2 separate regions of the Hordeum vulgare genome follow, and region 1 is linked to region 2. A link is a contact called in public Hi-C data. All regions are on one chromosome and are shown on one strand. The core of a region is the stretch at or near the end of the contact, and the rest is flanking DNA. Distances in the headings are between cores, read along the strand shown. Region 1 has its middle 43 kb from the start of LOC123412236. Region 2 has its middle 140 kb from the start of LOC123408434.

What was found. Hi-C and Micro-C count contacts between places; a contact is called where the count stands out from the background.
Region 1: a contact with region 2 is called in a Hi-C map of leaf, with 1.7 times the contacts expected there. The contact joins two enhancer-like sites. A contact is called at or near these places in 3 of 6 Hi-C or Micro-C datasets (leaf and seedling).

The regions. Positions count from the first base shown.
Region 1 is chr7H:74,783,454-74,791,298 of MorexV3_pseudomolecules_assembly, reverse strand. No RefSeq gene overlaps it. Among protein-coding and RNA genes, the nearest start is that of LOC123412236, 43 kb to the left of the region's middle. Within about 2 kb of position 4,353, at least 3 of the 3 cell types and tissues checked have open chromatin away from gene starts, as enhancers often do. A contact at or near this core is called in leaf, where this site is marked.
Region 2 is chr7H:74,390,789-74,398,590 of MorexV3_pseudomolecules_assembly, reverse strand. No RefSeq gene overlaps it. Among protein-coding and RNA genes, the nearest start is that of LOC123408434, 140 kb to the left of the region's middle. Within about 2 kb of position 2,195, at least 1 of the 3 cell types and tissues checked has open chromatin away from gene starts, as enhancers often do. A contact at or near this core is called in leaf, where this site is marked.

The DNA.
Region 1 (7,845 bases), core at 3,104-5,603, 390 kb before region 2:
CCACTGCTATACCTTTTTTTAGGAAGATCACTTCAATACCTGGGTTCCTATAGGGCAAGATGGGCCATCCGAGTTTGGCTGACTCTTCCCAGGAACAATGCTCCAGTCATTCTTAGCATTTGTCGTCAGGGCATTTCTTGGGGGTTTGTTTTGCAGGTGGTTGTATATATCAAGTTTTCACCCAGTTCATGTGCTATTTTGTTCTTTTTTTATTTTTGTTATTTATTTACTTTCTCATTGTTTTATTCATTTATTTTCCTAAATCTGTGTTGCCACTTTTACAATTTTTCTGGGTGTATATGTTTATCTCTTTTTACAAGTTTTGAGAATACCTCTATATTTGAACACACATGCATGATAAATATTCTTTTCAATTTTTTTATGTACATATTACAAATATGCTTTACGTACACAGTGAACATTTTCCGGATACTACACAATGAACATTTTTCAAAGTGAACAGGATATCTTTTAGTACATGCCAAAATATGAACACTTCTACACTACTCGTTAAAGATTACATATATAGGATGATCATTTATAAGCATGCACCTGATCAATTTCTTTTATTTCTACAATATTCTCTTATTTGAAAAACTTTTTTGAATATTTCTATTAATTTTAATATGTGAAACTCAAATTTTCAAAAACACTTAAAAACCAATGAATGGGTCGGCCCATCGCTACATATTGTGCGTTTCCTTCTTATCCCACTACAGGATAGTAGGTGTGGTCTCACCTCTTCCTCAAATCATGTTCGACAACACTCTAGCTCCCAACTGAGCGGACGGACCTAGACCAAACATTGTGCCTCATTCGTGCTGACGATTGGGATGTGGCCGCTGATTGTCTCGCCTACAACGAGACGAGAGAACGTCCCACTGAAGGCGAGCTCCATACTGGGCCGGCCATCGCGCCATTGACCACAGGTCGTTGGCGATATTCTCCCTTTTACACTTTCTGTTTTGTTTTTGGATTTATTTTACTTTATTTATTTCCCTAAAAAAGTATTTATATTTCCATATATTTTATAATAAATAAAATTACATAAAAAGTTTCAGAAAATATGTATAGAAAATTTGTTTCTCATGTATACAAAAAAATATACAACATGCAATGTGTATAGAAAAATGTAGACCATGTATTTAAAAGATGCTACTCTAAGAATTTGAAAACAAATGTTGAACAAGTGTTCAAATAATATTAAATTTGTATTTGAAAACTATTAAATTTGTATATTAATTTTTATACCATGTATTAAAAAAGTTAAACTTGAATACAAAAATTGTTAAATGTGTATAGAAAAAATGTTGACCATGTATTTAAAAAATAGTAAACTTATCTTTGAAAAATGTTAAGCATGTATATAAAAATGGTGACCATGTATTAAAAATGTTAAATTTGTATTTGAAAAATGTTAAATGCGTAAAGTAAGTATGTTGACCATGTATTCAAATAATGTTAAACCTGCTTTAGATTTTTTTTAAATGTGTATGGAAATATTGTTTACCATGCAATAAAAATACGTTAATCCTGTCCTTGAAAAATGTGAAATATTTATATAAAAATGTTGACCATATACTAGAAAAATATTAAACTTGTAATTCGAAATGTTAATCAAGCTTCCAGAAAAATATTCAATGTGTATACAAAAAGATTTGTCTGTATATTAAAAAAATTGCTATATGGAAAATATGTATAGAAAAATGTTGATCATGCATTCAACAAATGTTAATTTAGTATTTGAAGAAATTTAAATGTGTATTATACATATATCAAAAATGTGTGTAGAAAATATTAAAACCCATAGAGAAAACAAAAGATAACTGATGAAGAAAAGAAGCAAACAATACCGAGGAAAAAATGAAGAAAATATATGGAAAAGAAGAAAAAGCTAGTAAAAACTGAGAAGGAAACAAATAAAACCATAGAAAAATAGAGAAACAAATAAAAAGGCAAACCAAAAAGGAGATAGAAATAAAGGGAAAAAATGTAAAAACAAAAAAGAAATGAACAGAAACCGGTGAAAAAAGAAGGAAAAAACAAAACCGAAAAAACCAGTGGAAGATCACCTCATTTCCTTTAGCTAGATCGCTCCTTCATAACAAAACAGAAACCTGCTAGGTGACGGGTAGCTTGTTACATACTCCCTCCGTTCCTAAATATAAGTCTTTTTAGAGGTTTTACTATTAGACTACATACGGATGTATATAGACATACTTTAAAGCATACATTCAATCGTTTTGTTCCGTATGTAGACCTCTAGTGAAGTTGCTTAAAAGACTTATATTTAGGAACGAAGGGAGTAGTTGCCAAGTGCTACTGTATGTGATGATCTGTTAAAGATGAAGTGCATCCAACTCGTCTGTGTGTATTGATGAGAGGATCAAGTTAAGTATATAAGGATGGTAAACCAGTGAAGACGTGTCTTTTTAATAAGTCCATGTCTCTACATAAGGTCGGAGTGCATGGTGTAATGCACATGATGGTGTGATTTATAATGAGCTGACATGTATCTCACTAGGATACATGATGAAATTGGCCGATAGTGGCTAGCGAGGCTGGATAGTTCAAAAGATATCTAAGGTGGTATGTAAATTCGCAAGTCAAAATTGAAGGGAAGATTGTCGCGAATAATCAAGCCGACAATTTGGCTTGTCGTGATGCGAAGGGATGAGTGGACGAGTGAATCATCAACCAATCAAGATTAAGGAAAGATTGTTGGCAATAATCTCCTCTAATAATAAAGCGCACAATGCTTCTGCCGTCCGTCATGACGGTTTTGCAAAAAAGTCCCTGAAGTTTGATGTATTCAACCCGCACTCCCTTTTTAAGTGAAGAAAACGAAAAACGGTTTGTTTAATCTGGTATATATAAAGCGCCACCTCTGTTTCAGCACAGTCATGTACCTAGCCGAGTGGCAGATGCACCGACGGCTTGATGCACCACTAGGAGACCTGAGTTCGACTCCAGTGCCAGCTTGTTTTTCCTTTCCTATTGCTTCATTTTTTGTGTAAATTCAAATGCTTTTAAAACATTCATATCTTTTAAATCCTAACTCCAAATCTAACATGTTATATCCATACCGTAAGGTGTGCTTCTATAGGTTGATCAAGCAGAGGTAGCCATTCTTCTTTCATTGCCACCTAAATATCAGACGATCTGTTGCAGCGGGCGGTACAACGGGCCGACGCCTGCGACTACGCCATCATGGTCCAACGCTGAAAAAGAAGCTAGAACAGCTCCGTCGCTTCGTTTGTTTTGGATGGCCGTCATGTTTTGCGATGGTAATGGCCACGACGATGACACGCTTGACGACATGCAAGTGAACCAGATCGTGCCATCAAATCTATCTCACCACCAGCTTGACCGCCCAACCCCTTGCGGCCTCCCGGAACCTGCTCGAAGCTGAAACTCAGATCGACGACTTACTCTACTTCTTCCACTGCCGACGCTACTACAACCGGACGCCTCAAACGACCTCTCATACGGCCCCGTGACTGGATAAGAAAGAGAAGGAAAAAAGTGATCCAATAAGTTTTCTCATATCATCCCTTTTTGTCCGCGCTGTCGGCGAATCCTTATATTAAGGACAAATATAGGAAAGATATGAGGGCTTGCGGAGACGCACGATCAATCCGTCACACAAGACACTACCGCACCCCCGATCATATTTTCCTTTTCTTTATTCATTCTTTTCTTTCTCACCCTTTCTCTTCATCAATAACGTGTAACTAGCAGCACATGTGAGGAAGAAAATAAGAAATTTGGTTGCACGGACAAATAAATAGGGGACACGTCCGGTCACTGGTCGGACGCCTCCGGACGTATAGAGGGTGGATCTACCCAGTCCGACTATAGATGCTCTAATATATTGATAATGTAGAACTTCTTAAAATTTAAATAACATGTGAAAACATAAATTACAAAGTCCCATCAAGTATATTTATGATGAAAATATTTTATTATAATATTTATAGTTTTCACAAGTCTGATATTAGATTGCATATCAGTTGCAACGCACGAGCCTTTTACTAGTCATGTCTCATGTATCAAGTCCCAATCAGCTAGGTGTCTACGTGATGGTAGTACTAGTTGTATTCGGTTTGTAAAGTTAGATGCGTAATCAAGTTACATACCGTACGTGAAGTTAGTCTCAGTAAGTAGTTTAGTAACCGAAGGCAGCAGCGCCTCCACGCCGGCGGGCTCGCTGGCTTCCCTTCCGCGGTGGCTGGCTGGCCCCAGCCGCGCGCTTCCGCGGCAGCGGCCCAAGCCAGGTGTGCTCGAGTACTCTCGGAACCGTGCTGTGACAGGTGGTCCTACCCCGCTTACGTGAAGATGGTGCAAAGCTTGACATTCCCCTTGGACTGGCCCGACCTGAGCATGCCCGCACCGAGCGGTCAAGGTCAGGTGACCAGGTCAGGGCTAGGTCTCCGATCCACTGTTCCTGATGCTGCTGACTGACTGCTGCTGTGAGCTGTGAATTTGAGCAACGTATCCATCACGCGTTACTAATTTATTCCTCGTATATCATGAGCTATCTGTGATTGGCGGCAGTGGACGTTTCATTTTGTTCGGACGAAAAAAATGTGGGCGTAAAGAGCCATCGTTTCTTCTTTACCATGCTGTGGCACGTTAACCGTTCTGCATCAGCTTGTGCGATCTGGGAAGAGGTGCCAAGATTCCCTTACCATTCCGAGCAAGCGCCATGGCTCGGGTTTACGCTGAGCACAGTACACCGTTGCAAAGGCACGCGTTCCTTCTGGCAATGTGGCCAAATGACATTTACCCAGCGTCCATGTCTTTTTACCAAATCGGAGACGGATCTTGGAAGAACAGGGATGGGCGGCTGGGAATGGCAAGAACGCTGATCTCCTTTGCCTCCCCTGCCCACTGCAGCGGCTGTCGCATCCCGCAAAGCCAAACCGAGCCCCGCTGAATCCGCTTCCCAAAACACCCAATCCGGGATGGCAACGTCCCGGTCGGCATGGCCTCTAGTTCCCCTGTAAACCAGGCGTGGACACCGTCCGAACAGTACTCCGGAAGCATCATTTTCTGCGGTCGTTTGGAACTTTGGATTGAGATATTATGCATTTTCCCATTCGTTTTGGAACATCCTTACAATTGCGAAGCTCCTTAGGAATAGAGGTTTAAGAGAGCTCCAAAGTTTTCTCCTCCAAGTGGACACATCATGTAAGCGCCTCGTCGAATCGTGGGTTCCCCATGACATTATTAGCCCAGATTCTATTAGAAAAACTTTTAAAAAACATTCAGCAATTTGAATTTCTTTGTGTATTTCCAAAATGTTTGTAAATTTTAAAAATATTTGTGAATTTAAACAATGACTATATTTTTTATAAATATCATTGAATATGAAAATATCATGACAGATTTGTAAAAAAATGTTCAAAGAATGAAGAAAGCATTTATTTTTTAAAATGTTCAAGAATTCAGATTGTGTATTGAATTTGAAGAAATATTTTTAAATTTTAAAAGGAAAACAAAACAAATCATGAAAAAAGGGTGAAGGAAAAAAACAAAATGCAGCCTAGCAAAAATCGGAAGGACCGCCTATATGACCAACACAGTAGGGTCCGCATTTGCTCAACAGCTTACGGGCATGCATGAGTTGTCACTACAAAAGATCGGGCCTGTTGTGTCGAGACAAAAAAAATGTCAAAAGCTAATAACGTCACAAATTACCCTTGAGTGACGTTTTCTAGGCATCACAAGTATCATCAGGAAATCCCATCACAAATTACTCCTAGTGATGGCACACGCAAAAAGTGTCACTAAAAATGGGACCTCCGGTCATGTTCTTTAGAACGTCATCTATGTGACAGTCGATTAATATCACACGTCACGAGAAAATATGCCATATTGTACCATATTGAGTGACAAAGCAACGTTAGTGACTTCCTGCCATGTCAATAGAGTTGTTAATTTCCTTATTGATGAAGATGCCACAATCAAAATGTATGTAATTTATTTTGAATTGAAATTACATTAAATTTAACAAATTCACTTTATTCCAAATGCATATGAGAATAAGTATTTAATTCAAATCACATCACCTTATATAAATAAGTTAGAGTCCAAATCACGTCATAAATTGAAATGGAAGACGCATCATTTTATATATTCAATCGTCTTAGCCAAATCATCCTCTTAAAATGACAATAAAAAGTAACACTTAATCACAAGTTTGATACAACAATAGACAAAGTTGAGAAGTAACGTTTAGATAATTAAAGACCACATGTGTTGTCCCGATGATTGCAATGTACTCCCTCTGTACCAAAATAATTGTAGTTGGGAAGAACTAGATAACTAAAGACCACATGTGTTGTCCCGATGATTGCAATGTACTCTCTTTGTATCAAAATAATTGTAGTTGTAATTATTTTGGTACAGAGGGAGTATGATTCAACAACTATCTTTCCATCACAAAAGGATGGCCTTCATGCACTATCAGGTTTGGACTAGGATTGTTGAGTTCCTTGTTGAGTTACTTGGGCCCTTAAGAGAAAACCAATCAACCAATCAAGTTATATGTCTCTTGTTTCTTGTTTTGCCATGCTCCATTCTTGTTTTGATGGCTCTTCTTCACAGCTTCCAAGTCTTTGTGTTGCTTCATATGTATCTCCTCAAATGCTCTCGCTTGTGCTTCATGTGTCGTGACTATCAGCTCCCAGTACCTACAAATTGACAAAACACAACAAGGTTCTATCTTGATGAGATGAAAACAGACAAGATAACAAGGTACACGAGTAACACAAAGGAACTTACAATCTATCAAATTATGAATATGAAATAGAGAAGTACATTATTACTTCTCAAGGCAAGCATGGATATGGGCTAATGAAACAGTAAATCAAAAAATAATTGAATAATGGTTAAAAATATGCATAACGAAGAGCTAGATTTAGCAAGCATCACCAATAAGAAATCAAGCTAGCAACCCACGCAAGTAGCAACTATACCAGGAGAACATTTTTTTATATATATGATTCTGCTAAAAAGCAAGTACATAAACCAATCAACAAATCATATTGAATTTTAGGATTAGAAACTATATATTACGATGTTATTCTCACACCTTTGTGTTGCAGCAACAAAATTATCGTGCAACAAACCATGTATTTCTCAGTACAAGTGTTTTTATTACTTTGATAGTTGCATTTGCATAAAACCATACGTAAACAACGAGTCACTCCTTAGTTTAATATTCATTACAAGAACTGGATACAAATGTCTTACTCACACAGATTTGTGTTTTGAGGGCATGTTTAGTTAAAGGTATGGACGTTGTTCCTTAGGACATGAAGTGCATGAAGGGAGATTCACGCAATGGAAAATTCTATCTGGTCAGGCTTACATGGCCCATATGTGTTTGATTGATGTCCAAATGTCATGATATGCTTAAAGAATACCTAAATGACAGAAAGTACAACCATCAACTCCTCATATTTGCTAGGCTACTACTATGTCATGCTTAGTAGCAAGGAAAGCAGTGTCAGGGTTAGGCTAACCATGCTACCTGAACTAAATATTGGTTATTTTAATTGGGCCAGATTAACCACCCCATTGGCATTGCCGGGACAAATAAGAGCTTTATCTCCAAGTCCATCAACCAAACAAGTACCAAGCATGCTTGAGGGATGGTCTAGGCCAGGCATGTAACTATGTGGATACCAACCAAACACACTCTCATTTTCTCACTCTATTGAGTGCACTATACGCACAAATGCAAGCAAGAAGAAACAACAAGAAAACAAATAGAAACAAGACAAGTACCCGCCATTTGCATAATTCGCCCCTATATACTTCTATTAAAATCTTTAT
Region 2 (7,802 bases), core at 946-3,445:
ACTCCACAAAATGACATGGCATCCGAAATTAAGCTAAATGACATTTGGCCGAACACCTGTCGGGCATGGTGGCTGCCATGGACGTAGTTGACAAGGTGGTGGAGTGTACCTAGGAACAAACATTAAGGTGGACAACGCGGTCTTAAAAGGCAAGTGGGCACATCAATGTTGGTTACGAACGTCCGACGATGCATGTGTGGCAGCTGGAGAGGAACATCGGCGGCGATGAAGATAGTGGGTGCTGATGTAAAGTAAGGGGGAGAAGTGATGGGGTGAAAATCTGGAACAAGGAGAGCGAAATTAACGGGCATGGGGTTCGAAGCCCAAAGTGGATGATGTCGGAACTCCCCCCTCCCCCTCCCCCTCCCCCTCCATCTTTGTCTCCACTTTGCGGATGAAAGTGCGTGTGGACCGTCAAATGGATTGATACAGAACTGTATTGGATGACTCTTATGGTCCAAATGTATACGTGCAGTTTTAGGGTCGGCGTTGAAGATGCCCTATACACTGCATTGTAAAATAGACTTGAACTGGAGGAAAACTTTTATTTATATTGAACAACAGGACTTGAACTTAGCACTTCTTTTTACTATACATTTATGTATATCCCTTTTATTGATTCACTTAACCATCTTCTAATTACTTCCTTTGTAGACTTTTGTTTACTTTGTAATCCAGCATGATCCTGCATCAGTTCACGAAATGGTCTGAATGTCCGCTTTCCGGTAAAATGGAGACAAAAGTAGGGGGATGTATAAGAGTCCGGACATCCATTTGACCAACCAAAAGGCTCCACATGGTCATTTTCCCTTCTATCTCTCCGCACATGTATGGTTTTTTTTTCTCTTTCTTTCCAATGGTATATCACACAATAATAACCCATCACATGCATGGTCTTCATCTATTTTTCGGATACTTTGTAATTAGTGCTGGATTGCTTTCTTTTTTATCATGTCCGTGGACCAGGTGCGGACAACATATACCAGATACTTTTGCGGGTCAGCGTTGAAGATGGCCTACCACGGTTTAGATCACCATTTTTGAAACACTTTAGTCGTTAGATATGGGTCGATGTGGACGGCGTTTTTCCACATGGCACGTCATTCAGGCTTTGCGTCCTTCCACCTCCAAACCTTCACCTATAGATCTCCTTGATGTCTCTTTCTTTTCTCCCTCCTCCCCTACCCTTGAAAACGAGAACAAGAAGAAAAAACAGAGGAGGCTTGTCTTGCATTCCGAGCAGCAAACAACTCCCACTCTCCCAGACCCAGTAGCTTGTTGTGCGATGATGAACCAGCGGAATTAACTCTCCCCGGAAATAAATGTGCATTTGATCTTCGTAAATGGCGTGCATTTACACCACATCCATATGATATGATAGGCTTCAATGTTGCTAAGTAATTCAAGTCGTCCGCCAGATCCCCTGCAGGTTTCAGCGACGAAATGAAAGGGGGGAAAGAGAGATACAGTCGCCTCCCCTGTTCTTAATGAGATGCATGCACGGCCTCACAAAGTCACTGTGGATTAGACTGCCCGAGCAACGTCCGACGGATGAGCCCTAATTTTTTTTGAATCCGATCCTGCGTGCGTGCATGCACGGCCGCGCGCGTACTACGTACTAAGTACTAGACCGTCGAAGTACTGACGAGTACTAAACCCTAGCTACAGGCGAGGTAACTCCGTGTTCTCTATAGTAACCAACTCGCCTGAACCACTGAATGCTGCTGCTAGTGGTGTACGGGTGCTGCTAGCCTTCATCTCACTAATGCAGAGGTGCCGTGGTGCCTAATAAAGGACATCAGTATCAACCAAACCGGCTTTGTTATTCAAATACGGTGGTATTCAATGAATCCCAATAAAGGAGGAACAAGCCTGCAGGATTGAAAGGTTTTTAAGGATCTTATAAATGATCATTTAGTATAATAGTATTTGTTTTGCCTTTTTATAGTCATTAGCCAGGACACCATACACATGTTTAATAGCAGTACTCATTGATCTTTATATTTCAAAACTGATCGATGTTCCAAGGTTGCCACATTTTCCATATGTCGTGCATTGAAACCCACTCCATTGGTTCCAGTCGCTGTCTTTTTTTTTTTTTTTTTTGAAACGGATTCTAGTTGCTGTCTTGATAGCCCTTATTGGGCGATGTTGTTGATCAGACTAGTGACCCACTGCAATGACAGCGACCTTCTTCCAAGCTATAATATCAGCATCAATGAGCTGGATATGCACCTTAAATAGCAGAATTGACAGTTGATCTTGTCTGTTCTGCAATAATCTGTTTTCACGTCTAGTAGTTAGTTCATCCTTCTGCCCTTTGTGGCTTTGTCTATTTCACATCTGGAGGTGATCGGCAGTGCTTAGTGGAGAGCCATGCATCGATGCCCAGAAGTACTAATTGCTGGGTTATAGCAAAGGCCTTGACATTTTATGGCTAGAGTTCTTACTCTTTTATTTCGCGGGGAGGTACAGTTCATACATTGAAGAGATGATGGAGAGTAAGTACGCACTCAGTCATGACTCGTATGACCAGCTTGTGGATTTCAGAAAAATGTGATACATTCCGCGACGACATAACCGGATTTTTTGTAGAACAACCTCCTAAGCTTTATCGATCATTAGGAGGGGGGGGGGGCGTTGGTCGTTTTTTTTTCAAAACTAATACGAAATTTGTAATAAATTTGAAAATAACGTATGCATTTTAAAAAATGGCAAAAATAGCACCCCGTCGGTCTGGGGGTGGCCGTTGGGGGAGTTGTCGGCCTGCAGGTGGCCGATGGGGGGTTGTCGACCTGCAGGTGGCCGAAGTGGGGCTGTCGGCCTCGAGGAGGCCGAAGTGCCCCTGGATAGCCCCCGGTGGCCCCTTCTTCCTCCTCATTTCCTGTTTTATCTGGTTTCTCTTTTCTCTCTCGTTTTTTCCAGCACTTTGCCCCCCCCCCCCCCCGATCTCCTCAATCCTCCGCCCATTTTCGTATTCAATCCACGGAATCAATAGATCCTACCCATCTTCACCGGCCTATGGTCTCATTTTGTGTGATGCGGTAGCTTTCGATGGTGGAGTTGTGGATGGTGAGGTGAGGAAGTGGTGTGGTGCAGATGAAGAAGAAGGTGGAGAGGAAGAAGAAGGGGACACACGCGTGGAAGGTATACCGATTTTTTACTTTAGGTTCTTTTTAGTGTTGGTTTATTTAGTGTAAATTTGTTCGTTGCGAATAATGACAAGCTCGCAATGTCTGACAGGTGAAAATGTCTGAATCTATAAATTTGACTATTTATTACGACCCTGGTAATGTTAGGGGTTGATCTTAGCAAGTTAACGTGACTTTGGTAATGTACGTAATAAATTTGACTATTTATTACGAAATTCTCCTCCTTCGTGTCAGGAGAATTTCGTACAAGTCAACGTGGGGTATGAACCATGACATGGTAGTCATGTATCCGGGTCACAGCCACCGGATGTGGATACTAGCCAAGCGGAGAAAGAGTCAAATTATGTGCCACACAATGAGACTGGGCAGAGTATTCAGTCGATATTATTAGCTGGCTCTGGTGTTGCTAATGGGGATGAGGAAGCCGATGAAATGCAGAGGGTGATGGAGGAAGAGAACGAGGATGGGTTTACGGAGGATGTGGATTCTGAAAATTCTGAGGATGAAGTGCATGTACTGATTCCTTCCGGATGGGATAAGGACATGCCTGATGGCATTACTGTCAACGATGGCGAGAGACCATGGCAATATAATCTGAACCAAGTCCAGATCGGGGCTATGTTTGACACAAAGAAAAAATTGAAGTATGCAGTGATAATGTGGGCTATGTCTAAGCAGAGGGTTTTCCGGACACACATATCGACTCCAAAAAAATATACCGCGAATTGTGTTGAAACAGGTTGTCCTGCGAAGGTGCACGGGCACGTGCCAAAGTATAACATCCACTGGGTTGTCACCAATGTGGTCCCACATAATTGTGTGAGGAAAAATCTGTTGGTTCGTCATCCAAACCTGAGTTCAACTCTCATAGTGCAACTCATGTATACTGAGATAGTTGAGAAGAAAGATATGGAAGCAAAACATATCCAGAAAGAAGTGAAGGTCAGATGGAATTAGGACATTCCGTATGGGAAGGCTTGGAGGGCTAAGCAGAAGGCTATGGAGGAAAGGTTTGGGACGTTCTTCGAGTCATATGATAATGTTGTCCGTCTCCTTGACATACTGAAGGAGAGGAATCCCGGCACTTATGTTAACATACAACACACGAGGTTGGAGATTATACCAGATTACAAGGTGTTGAAACGAGTATTCTTCTCTTTCGGTTTGTGCATCGAAGCTTTCCGACATTGTCCTCCCCTGATGTTTGTGGATGGTACATTCCTGACTGGTCAGTACAAAGGGAAAATCCTTACTGCTATTGGTGTGGACGGGAACAACCGAATCATCCCACTAGCCATGCATTTATGGAGGGCGAGAACTTTCTGAGCTGGGTATGGTTCTTCCGGCAAGTTAAAATTGCTATTGTGAAGGACCGACCAAACGTGTGTGTCATTCATGACAGACATCCTGGTATATTAAAGGTCGTGAAGACACTAAGTAATCCAAGAGCTGACGATCCAACACCTTGGAAGGACTTGCAAAGCCGGTGGTGCATGCGCCATCTAGGTGCAATTTTTTTCTCACAGTTCAAGAACAGACGGGTGATGAACTTGTTCAAAAAGTTATGCAAGCAGAACCAGCAGCGCAAATACGAATTTATTTGGTCAAAACTAGATGAGTTTACTAAGAAGCAGGTCCTTGCTAGGAAGGAAATGGAAAAAGACCAGGTTAAATTAACAGCACTCATTGCGGAGCTAGAAGAGCCAGTAGGTCTTTGTGACTTGCCAGCAATTGACCCTCCTAATACGAAGAGAAAGAAGGGCAGGGCAATAAAGAATATTTCTGAATGGATAGAGAAAGAGCCTCCAGTTAATTGGTCTTTGCTGCATGATACCCATGGAGCCAGGTATGGCCACATGACAACCAATCTTGTAGAGGTGTATAACTTTGTACTCAGAGGGAATAGAGCATTGCCACTGACAGCTATTGTGGAGGGTGTATTCCACGGAACTTTGAGATATTTCAGAGAAAGACGCGAGTTAGCGAAGAACCATATTGCAGATAATCAGAACAGACCTTATTGTAGTCGTGTCATGGAGTACATGGATCAGAAGATAAAGAAAGCAAAAAAGCACACTGTCACGCTCATAGGTAATCAGGAAAGGAGGTATGAGGTTCAGCTTCCTACTGATGGTTTTGGTTCTGCAGATGAGGTGAAGACGCATAAGGTTAACATTGGAACGGAATTTTATCCAACTTGCGAGTGTACATGCAACAAACCGGCGTTGTTGCACCTTCCTTGCTCACATGTGTTGGCTGCCTGTGGCCAGATTGAGTTAGACAGTATCTCCTTCGTGTCTCCGTACTATTCAAAAGAGGCAGTACTCAATGCGTGGACATGTGAGATGACAGGGTTTAGTGTCGTCGACAATTTCAAAAGGTTATTGATGGTGAGAGAGTATACATACCGGATCCTGAACTTTGACGAACTAGCAGGGGCAGACGAAGGTAAAGCGCGTCCGAAACGATATGGACCAATCTGAAGCTGGTGGAGCAACCAGACAATGTTTGCTCTGCGCGGCTTATGGACATATGATGAAATATTGCCCCGACCTGAACAAAGACGGTGCTTCCACATCGACGGTTGCGACAGCGGTAGCAAGAGGTGGTCGTGGCAGTCGTGGTGGACGTGACAGTCGAGGCCGAAGGGGTGGACGAGGAATAAGTAACTCGGAAGCTACATAAGATTTACTAATTACAGTGCAACATACCTTCTCCTTTGCACAAGCAAGAAAACGCCGTCCAGTGTCAGTTGATTGAAATACAACTTGCCCGAGGCAAGGCTCTAGATGCACACAGCGAGAAGATAGTTCATGAGCAATGCCACTCCACTCATAGCATGGGATAGTCCTAGGAAGCTAAAAACAAAAGACATCGAACTGTTATGAAATCCCGAAATGAAGAACGGTAAACCTATCCATAAATGCTGGAAACCCGAAATTAACGTACCTGGCTAGTCACACTATCGTCATTCCAAAAAGAGCTTGATCCCTCACTCCAAAAAACATGGCAGATTAATTGGCAGAACTAAATCTACCGGAGAACCTAAATATAAATAAACAAGTTAACTAGTAGATTTAAATATATCTACATTGAGAACCTAAAAATATTTAAACAGCTTAACTATTCTACCGGAGAACCTAAAATATATCTACCGGACAGATTTAAATATATCTACCGAAGAACCTAAAATATATTTAAACTAATTAGTTGACAGACCTAAAATATATCCAAATCTACTGGACAACCTAAAAATATCTAAACTACTTAAGTGAGTCACTTAAATATATCCAAATCTACCAGAGCATACGGGAACGATTGTTGAATTTACCCTTGAAGCGTGCGAAGAAACGACGAACACCGAACGACCACCACCACCTTTACCCACACCTCCACCGTACGCCGGTGGAGATGAATAGGATGTGTTGATTCAGCGGATTGAATACGAAAATGTGCGAAGGATGGAGGAGATCGGAGGGGAGGCAAAATGGGGGGGGGGGGGGGGGCGAGAGAGAGGAGAAACAAAGAAAAGAGGAAATGAGGACGAAGAAGGGGGTCGGGGCTCTTCGCCCTCTTGGAGGCCGACACCCCCACTTTGGCTATCCCCAAGCCGAGAGGTGGCACTTCGGCCACCTGCAGGCCGATAGCCCCCCATCGGCCACCCCCAGGCCGACGGGGTGCTATTTTTGCCATTTTCTAAAATACATATGTTGTTTTCAAATTTATTACTAATTACGTATTACTTTTGAAAAAAAATCCCGCTGGTCTCTGCCACTGCTCCCAAGCTCAAATGTGCCCTGGTAAACAGTAAAATTGAAAAAAAACATGTGTAAACAAATATTATTGAATTCTATACATACATGCAAATTTTCATGAATACAAACATTCATAATGCTCTGGGCAAACAAAAATGATGCTCCAGAAAGACTATTTTGGAAAGTATTTTGGAGTACGGATTTACTTTCCTTTTTCCAGACCTCCATGAATATGACTTCATCACAAAAAATTGTACGTAGGAACAAATCTAAGTAATGTTTTTGAAAATAAAACATGAGTTTCTGGAAAAAATTATATTTATTTCAATTTTGTTGTTCATAGAGGAGCATGTGAGCGCAGGATAAGAAGCAGGCCTTCGGGTACGATCAAAGCATCTATTATGAAACAGCCTTTGGGTCTGATGAAAGCTGGACCAAATTACCTAGTGGGCTTTGGGCTCATTTCTGGACATGGGATTAATTCATATCATGCAATACCTGGTCCTGGGCTTTATTTGTACTAGTTCTTCCCTAATGCAGTCCTACCGAGTTTCCATCTTTTGGTACACATCCAAAATTTTTGCCTAAAAACAACCAAAAGCATGTTTTAATTTTTGTTTGCTCATCCGTTCGAGAATATAAGACCGTCTATGTCCAAAGATTCGACTGTAATAACTTTTCTGTAGAATATATTTTGTTTATTGCGAGAAACCAAATCATATCCATAAGAAAATGTTTTCAAATATCAATTCAGTTTGTGTCGTTCTTGTGTTATACTATAACCAACACATTATTCGATAAAAATATTGGTCAGGATTTAAGCTATAACGTTAGTAATTTAACCCGAGCTATGGAAGCACAGCTTGATGACCCAGAGACCGACTCAAAATTTCCG